Regions from separate parts of the Danio rerio genome. Here region 2 is linked to region 1. A link is a contact called in public Micro-C data. All regions are on one chromosome and are shown on one strand. The core of a region is the stretch at or near the end of the contact, and the rest is flanking DNA. Distances in the headings are between cores, read along the strand shown.

The links. A called contact is a pair of places that touch in the nucleus more often than the background predicts.
Region 2: a contact with region 1 is called in a Micro-C map of caudal fin, with 5 times the contacts expected there. The contact joins the promoter of gna15.4 here to the enhancer-like site in region 1. A contact is called at or near these places in 2 of 18 Hi-C or Micro-C datasets (caudal fin and an unstated tissue).

The regions. Positions count from the first base shown.
Region 1 is chr22:21,757,759-21,761,961 of GRCz12tu, forward strand. No RefSeq gene overlaps it. Among named protein-coding and RNA genes, the nearest start is that of trnam-cau, 6.8 kb to the right of the region's middle. Within about 2 kb of position 1,848, at least 39 of the 62 cell types and tissues checked have an H3K27ac peak or open chromatin away from gene starts, as enhancers often do.
Region 2 is chr22:21,802,545-21,806,747 of GRCz12tu, forward strand. gna15.4 (guanine nucleotide binding protein (G protein), alpha 15 (Gq class), tandem duplicate 4) reads left to right here and starts at 1,808. Exons shown (of 7, transcript NM_001044989.1): 1 at 1,808-1,952; 2 at 2,088-2,331; 3 at 3,243-3,341; 4 at 3,514-3,642. The coding sequence starts at 1,808. LOC141380322 (a long non-coding RNA gene) reads right to left here. Exons shown (of 3, transcript XR_012398173.1): 2 at 3,170-4,203; 3 at 1,883-3,081.

The DNA.
Region 1 (4,203 bases), core at 598-3,097:
ACAACTAAAGTATATCTTGCAGTGCCCTCTATTGGTGATAATTATCGCTGCACTGTGTGTTGGACTGTTGTGTGACCTCGTTTGTAAAATCTGATTCACCTTTCCTTTCTTTTGTCATTTGTCGCCATCTTCAGCCAGTCCCTGGAGTTTCTCCGACGCCTTCGAGTTTATCGAAAAGTTATACACACAGAAAGCATTGAGCAGTGACAAATTTCACTCCAGCATTTACTCTCACTACATCTGTGCCACACGCTCTGTAAACCTACAGTTACTCTTGGACAATGTGAAAGACATTATAATCAAAACAAACTTAAAACTTCTAGGACTTGATGACCAACATCAATGTGAATCACACTAATGCAATCTGAGCTGCATGCAATGCTTTTTAATGAGCTCACCTAACCTCTTTTTTATTGCATAACAAGAACAATAACATACAAAAAATGAGGAATGCAGAGCTAACAGTTTTTTTCACATCAAAGGAACAAACCAATAGAGAATAAAAAACAAACAAAAAATTGCAAGGGAATATAAAAATGCAAGAAACTCACATTACAAAATTATTTTATAATTGCATACATAATTATAGCTTTTTTTTATTTTTAGGCTCACCTAACCTCTTTTTTATAAGTTGAACTGAAAATACAAGAACATCAGAACAAAGTCCAAGGGATCAACTAATACAAATGCAACTAACATACCATTAGACAGAAAGGGAATAAAATAAAAATAACAAAAATTTAGTATTGATAATAATAAATAATAATACTAAAATTACTAAATTAAACAAACAAAATTAAACAAATGAATGAAATTGCAATGACACTTGAACAAATAACCATACGGAAAGCAGCTAAAATTGAGGATCTTCTATAAATTCATGTATAATATTTCAGGGATCTTAGTTTTTTTTATTCTTAATAGGATGAAGTGATTTTAGGAGTTAAATTCTATTCTGAAATGAGCAAAGGATGGGTAATTAGTTGCAAATTTCTGTTGGTGAATGAAAAATGTTCCCTATTAGATAAAAAAAAAATGTATGATCTGTTCGAGGGGTTTATCGTTTGGTTTATTAGAATAAAAATATATTTTTTTAGACTAAAGCAATTAACAGCATTGGCAGAATCAAATATATGAGAACTTAGGAGTGATCAAAATTACTTGAATATAGGACAATCAAAAATATGTACTAATGTGTCCTCTGCTTGTTTGCAGAAAGAACAGGAGCTGTCAATGTCCAAAAATGTAGAAATACTAGAATTTACCGGGAAATTTTTATGTAAAATTTTAAAATATATTCCTTTTGCCTTGTTGGAAGTGCAATATTTCCCAGTTAAAAAGCAGGTTTTATTCCAGTCTATATCCTCAACCAAGGACCTCCAGTAAAACTTTCCTCTAGAAGAAATTTTCCTTTTAAATTAAAAAAAATTGAAGCACAAACCTATATTGTTACATTTCTTAACAGACGAACAGCTTCTAAAAACAAAGAATGAATATTCCCTGAGCTCCTTGGGTTAAATCTAAAGACTTTTAAGTAGGTGAACTAAACCGGGTGATGTTGCTTTAACCACTTTATTAAATTCATCAGGAGAAGTTGGGAAACAGTGGGATGCTTTAAATTGTTCATACGAAAGAATATTTCCAGCATCATCAAGCAAAGGATACAATTAATATTATTTTGAAACCACCTTTGAAAAAATTATGATTTGTTTCTGATAGTAATATCTTAGTTATTCCATGAGAAAAATTAGTGGGGAGAAAAAAGCTAGCAGACACCTCACCCCTAAAATCCTATTCCTCACAGTGATGTCACAGTGACGTCACTAACATATTACATCTGTCACTGGTTCGGTCCCAGTATATCCCCTCACCAACCAGCAGAGGCCCTCATCCCCCGAACATTGAACACATGCCTGTCACTAATCACGCTGCACCTGATTTTAATCACCATGGTGTTTAAATACTAGCTCAGTAGTTCAAGGACTCAGTGCGAAGTCTGGTTTTGCTATCAAACATTTCTGTACAATTGGACTAATCAGCATCTGCGTTCATAAATGAACATGTATGATCAGCACGTGTTTGTTTTATTAATATTAATAATTTATGTCGAATTATGTATTAAACAAATATTATTAAGGGTTCATTTCCAGTACTTTAAATAAATTATACTAGTGTTTAATAAATATATTTTAGTGAATAACTACTACTATCTAACTAATGAATAAATAGTAGTACCTAATGAATGAGTACTTGTACATAATACACAAATTCTAGTATCTATTATTAGGTACGAGTACCTTATTAATAAATACTAGTATTAAATGATTAACTAGTACCTAAGAATATATACTAGTTCCAGCTGGGATACATACTAGTCAAAACTGAACAGTTGATATCCCAATGACAGATCCCAAATCAATGGAAATAAAATGTTACTAGCCACTATTAAAATAAGTACTAGTATCTAAAAAGACATCCAGATATTATTAGACTTATCAGCATCTGTGTTTACTACATTTTATAAAAAACATTTATATGATCAGAATGTGTTAATATTGTTTATGTCAAATCATGATTTAAACAAATATAAATCAAGAGTTCATACTTAAGATAGCAGTTAAATTAAAAAAAAAAGTTAATTCTAGAAAATTTGGTGGTATTTGCAGGATCTTTTTTTGCACATCAAGAAGTGTTTAGTCTGTAACAATCCCACTAAGATCAGTTTTCAAACACAAATCACAAGTTTTTTTTTACCAGACAAAACAATTAGTTTATTTTGGGCCACAAAGACCAAGCACAAGTTCAAACTCTTACATTTATTTAAATATAGTTTCACTTTTATTTTCTAAAATAATCTTGAATATTAAAATTCCACAGAAGGGGAGCAGCAGGTAAGAAATAAAATATTAACAATATTCATAGTACACAACGAATATTAGCAAACTAGTTAAAGCAACTTAAGTGACAACCACAAGGCATAACAAGGAGGTATCAACCGTAACTTTGCAATACATCAAGCATCAACAACACCAATAAACACCACACAGCGCTCAAAACATAAGCTACTATCAATACCACTCCAGCTACCAAGCCATCGTCAAGCAATATTTCATGTACAAATGTGAACTAACCCTTTACAAATTAAACTTTGTAATTTGGCTCATTACAAATTAAACTCAGATGTTGACCGCCTTGAAACATCATAGATGCAGATGAGATTTGGGAGGCACAACTTTGCATTGTAAAGCTTTAAATAAAAAGCATAAAATATTTATATGTAACCGGGTTGTATTAGAGAGTGGGACACAAAAATATCTTCTTCCCCTTTAAGGGATCGGCTGTTAACGACGATGCGCTAGGAGTGCGATACAGAGATGTGCTGTTTGAGCAGTGCATGAGAGACGAAGGAAATAGTGTATCATTCCATAGATATGTACATTAGATGTCGCCTGGCCTATTGTTGTATATTGGACGGAATGCATCAATAGCGCCGCCATCTTGGTATAGGGTAGCGCTCCTTTGAAATGAATGCGGGACCAAGGTACAGTGGAGGACTGTGGCCATCCAAAGCCAGGGATATGCACATATACACATATATCTTTGATCGGGAGTTTTCCTGGATGTTAGTATGTGATTTTTTTTTTTTCTAAGTACGAAAATTAAAATTTTACATCCCTTTTTCTACATTGATGGATCAGTGACCGCACGGGCATTCCTTTACAAAAAGCTTGTGTTTGTGTGTACAGAAATGTACTATTCACCCTCCCTGTTAAATTTGATCTAATGTCCTGAAACACACCTCCTCTACCGCTTTCACTTCTCATACTGACGGACTCTTTCACTAGCCGACAATAATACAAGTTTCTGGCAGCGCAGCATCTCGTTGTCATATTTCTTTTGCATTGTTTGCTGATTTTATTCAACAAAACTAGCATAAGGCGAGCATTTAGTGCTAGCTGCTTTGCCTTATGGTGAATGCAGTAAGTGACTGTTATCATCAATAACGTTACCTGAAAAGCACAAAAGTTCAGAACATACAAAAACAGAAAAAAACGTAATATTACTTATGAAATGTTTTGCCTTTGTGCTTTGTTTTCTTTGTTTGCTCGTTACTACACCCGTAGACAGCGCTAAAGTCCCGCATCTTCACGAAATAACACTGTTTTGACTACTGCGGTTGAATGACATTTGTCCTGGGAGCAC
Region 2 (4,203 bases), core at 558-3,057, 45 kb after region 1:
TTTGGAAAATATCCAAAAAAAGAAAAAAAATTCAAAGGGGGGCTAATAATTCTGACTTCAACTGTGTGTGTGTGTGTGTGTGTGTGTGTGTGTGTGTGTGTGTATATATACTTTGGCATGTGCTATACTGTATATATCAGGGGTTTTCAAAGTGTGAGGCGCGCATCCCCTGGGGGGCGCCAGAGCATGTCAGGGGAGGCGCGGGAAAAAATATTATATAATAAAATATAATTATTAAGTTTAATCATTAATTGTATTTTTTATTGTATTTAAACGTTTTAATTGAACAAAGCTAAAAAAAAATAATACGTCAAAAATAACAAAACCTTTTTTTCCCAGAAGGCCATAGCTGTGAATTAGCTTCTGTTTGGCAAGCCTGCCAATACAGGTATATGCCTGCTAATACAATGGATTGGTTTCTGAGACCCCCAATTCAAAGCCTTCAAGTTCAGGGCTTAAACCCAAAAGACGACGATATGATGGTCAGTATTTGAGTTTAGGATTTATGTAGACAGGACCAGCTGATGAACCACGACCTTTATGTGTGGTTTGTCAAGACATTTTGGCTAATGACAGCATGCGGCCCGCTAGACTGTTTTGACTAGAATGGACAGTTCTTGGATCTGTTCTATTCATATTGAACCATAATCCTAGTTTTTAAAAAATTATATTAAAATACTTGTTATTACTCTGTAAATAATTGCACTTTCATGCAAATGATGATAAAAGTGAGTTAACAGTCTGACATCTGTCTGTGTCTTTATATATACTATATATATATATATATATATATATATATATATATATATATATATATATATATATATATATGTGCGTGTTTGGAAGGAGGGGGGCGCCAATGGATAAGTTGTGTCAAAAGGGAGGCCCACTGTCTTTGACTTTGAAAAACCCTGGTATATATAATAATGTGTTGATATGCCAGTGGCACGAAGTGGAACAACAGCCCAATTCCGGAATGTCAGGGCTCATTCCTTTGACTTCGTATTGGTTCTCTTTTGTCTACAACATACCTGAAATGTTATGCATTAAAGCCATATTTTCAGGAAATGAAACTAGCTTGACGTGAACACGAGACAGAAGACAGTGCTTAAGGTAACACTGACACTTTTTTTTGTTTCCTATTTTGTGCTGTTAGGTGATAAATTAAAGTGGATCTCTTGACCGAGAATCTCTTTGTGACATTTTTTTATTATCATGAAGGTGTGTGTGTGTGTGTACGTGTTTTTGTGACATATCAGGACACAAATCTGTATAATGACATGGGTTTGACACAGGTATTAAAAAAAGTAGGTGAAATATGAGGACATTGGTGATGTCCTCATTTCTCAAAAACCTTATAAATCCTACAGAATGAGTTTAATCAGAGAGTAAAGCTGCACACAGTCTCCTGTGATGGTTGGTTTAGGGGTGGGGTGGGGTATGGCAATACAATTTACGGTTTGAACAGTATAAGATGAATGGAAACCTATGTAATGTACCCACTTTTCACAAAAACAAACGTGTGTGTGAGTGTGTGTGTTTGTCTGTAAAAGAATTTCACATGTAATTATAAAAATCATATTTTTTTTACAAATGTGTAGAGTTTTGCAAACCACTATTTTGGATTTGTGTGTTAATTTAGATGTATGAGTGCAGTTGTCCTAAATAGCCTATTGTTTTTAGGTGCTGCTTTCATTTTTCAGTTAAATGATAATAATATAGAATAATTCCAGAACCAAAACACTTGAGTAATTTTGTTAATGTGCACTTTGAATATTTGATTGAATGTGCAATTTCTGTTGGAGAAATGGGGGATTACTACCACAGTGGATGTTGCATCTGCTGCTTGTCTAAAAATAAGAGGAATGCCATCGCCAAAAATAAGGAAATCGACCTCGACTTTATTGAGCAGAGGAAAAGAGAAAGAAGAGAAATCAAATTGCTTGTATTAGGTGAGATGACACTTCAGTCTTCTTCTATTGGTCTCTAAAAGTAAAAGTTTAGTCTGGGCATCTTCTGTTTTTCAGTTTTTCATTTCCTGTTCACATTTCCTGTACAGTGTTTATTTTTGTTTTGTTTTGTTTTAGGCTCAGCAGAAAGTGGAAAGTCAACTCTTCTGAAGCAGATAAAAATGAGTCATGGAAATGGTTATTCAGAAGATGAGAGGCGTGGCTTCAGTAAACTGGTGCACCAGAATATCTTCCTGTCTATGAAAACAATGACAGATGCCATGAGTGAGCTCAGGATTCCTTATACCAATCCACAGAACCAGGTGATTGAGACACTTATGCTTGTTTCACCCTTGATTTCCACTGGGCACATGTGTGGCATGTTAATAGCTCTCTATGATAAGCGTCTGGTATTTTTGACAGATGCAAGCAATAAATATAGAATTCAATTCAAAATGAAGGAAATATGTATTGAACAAGTTATAATTTTTCTCAGAAAACATATTCCTAAAGGTGTCGTTGACTTGAAATTCTTACCGGGTGTGAATAACAACCAAAGAAATCCATATATTCAAAGAAAACGAATCTAATTGGTGTACAAATTAAGTTATGCGTAATAAAATGAAAGGGAAAAAGGTATTGAACACGTAAAGAAAGGGAAGTGTAAAAAGGCAGTGAATGCCCAGACAGCAGCTGAAATCGCTCAGTAGTTATTCAGCAAACCTCTGCCCTTCTTCATTGTAAATGAATATTTGCTGCTTTAGTCCAACAATCACATTATCAGGAGGATGAAGATGAAACCAGAGTGGACATTTCAGCAAGACAATGATCCGAAACAAAGCCAAGGAAACTCTCAAATGCTTTCAGAGAAAGAAAATCAAGCTGCAGAATGGCCCAGTCAATCACCTGACTTGAATCCAATAGATGATACAAAATCAGACCCACAGAACCATCAAGATTTTTACACTCTGTTGAAGCCTTTTATATAAAATATTAAATACATTTCAGTAGTCCAGTACTATTTTTTTATTTTTATGTTTGTATTGTTTGTTGTTGTTGTTGTTGTTGTTGTTGTTTTTTTTGCCAAAATCTGGTTCAATTCCATGTCAACAGCTCCTTTAAAAAATTTGCCCTAGGAAAAAAAAACTATATACATATATGCTTAAACCAGTTTAAGAAAGATTGTATCTTGTATTGTTGTGTACTGTCAGTCTCCTTACTTCTGTAATGTTCATAGATTTACGCTCAGTGGTTCCAGAATCAAGACTCACATCAGATAACAAAGTTGCTGAGTTTTGTAGAGCCCATTCGTCATCTATGGGCAGATGAAGGCTTTAAGAACTGCTTCAAACTCTGCAAAAAGAATCACAGACACTTGACTAGTCTAGAATAGTAAGTTTGTTTAACAATTCTCTTCAATAATGTCTTTTCCTGACGTTGCTTAATGAATGCAGTCAACAATGCCACCAAAAACATTTAGCACACAGAATGGTTTTCAGTTACAGACAGTGATGAAATTTGTTGTTGTTTTCCAACTTATAAGTACATCAAATTTGTTTTATAGCTTTGTTGATCGACTGGACCAGATCACAGCCAATAACTACATCCCCACAATACAAGATATTCTCCGTGTCCAATCGTCCACCAATGCCATTGCAGAGCTGTCCATTCCTATGCAAATTTTCACGTTTAGGTATGTACGATTTGCCACTACTTAAAGTTTGCATGAAATTAAAATATACAATGTTTATTTAGCTATTTTTCAAATTGTTATTCTTAAGGTGAACAGTGGATCTCTGCAAGTTAATCCACTCAAAAAAAAGTTTGTTTTGGTAATCTTCAATCAATAAAGTCTGACCGCTGGCTTCCACATTCCTATTCTGTTGACGTCAACCTGAGGGCTTCTATAGCAATTTTATAGATTATTATTCATAACCAAATCCCACATTTTTTTATTTAACGTCTGATTTAGACATCGTGGCTTGTTTTTTGTTGTTGTTTTTTTTGTATGTTGCTATGTAACCCCCAGTTTGTAAAAAATATTAAATTGTTCAAAAGCAATACGCATTTTTAAACCCACACCCCTCCTACCGTTGGCTAGGAGCCATTCTGCAACTGTTCATTGTTCCACTAGGTGGTGCTCTTTAAACAAGCTTCATAAGTGGGAACGAATATTCAGGTAACAGGTGTTGCTAGACGGAAGGGAGCAAATACAGTTTTGACTACACACGCATTCACACACACACACTCACAC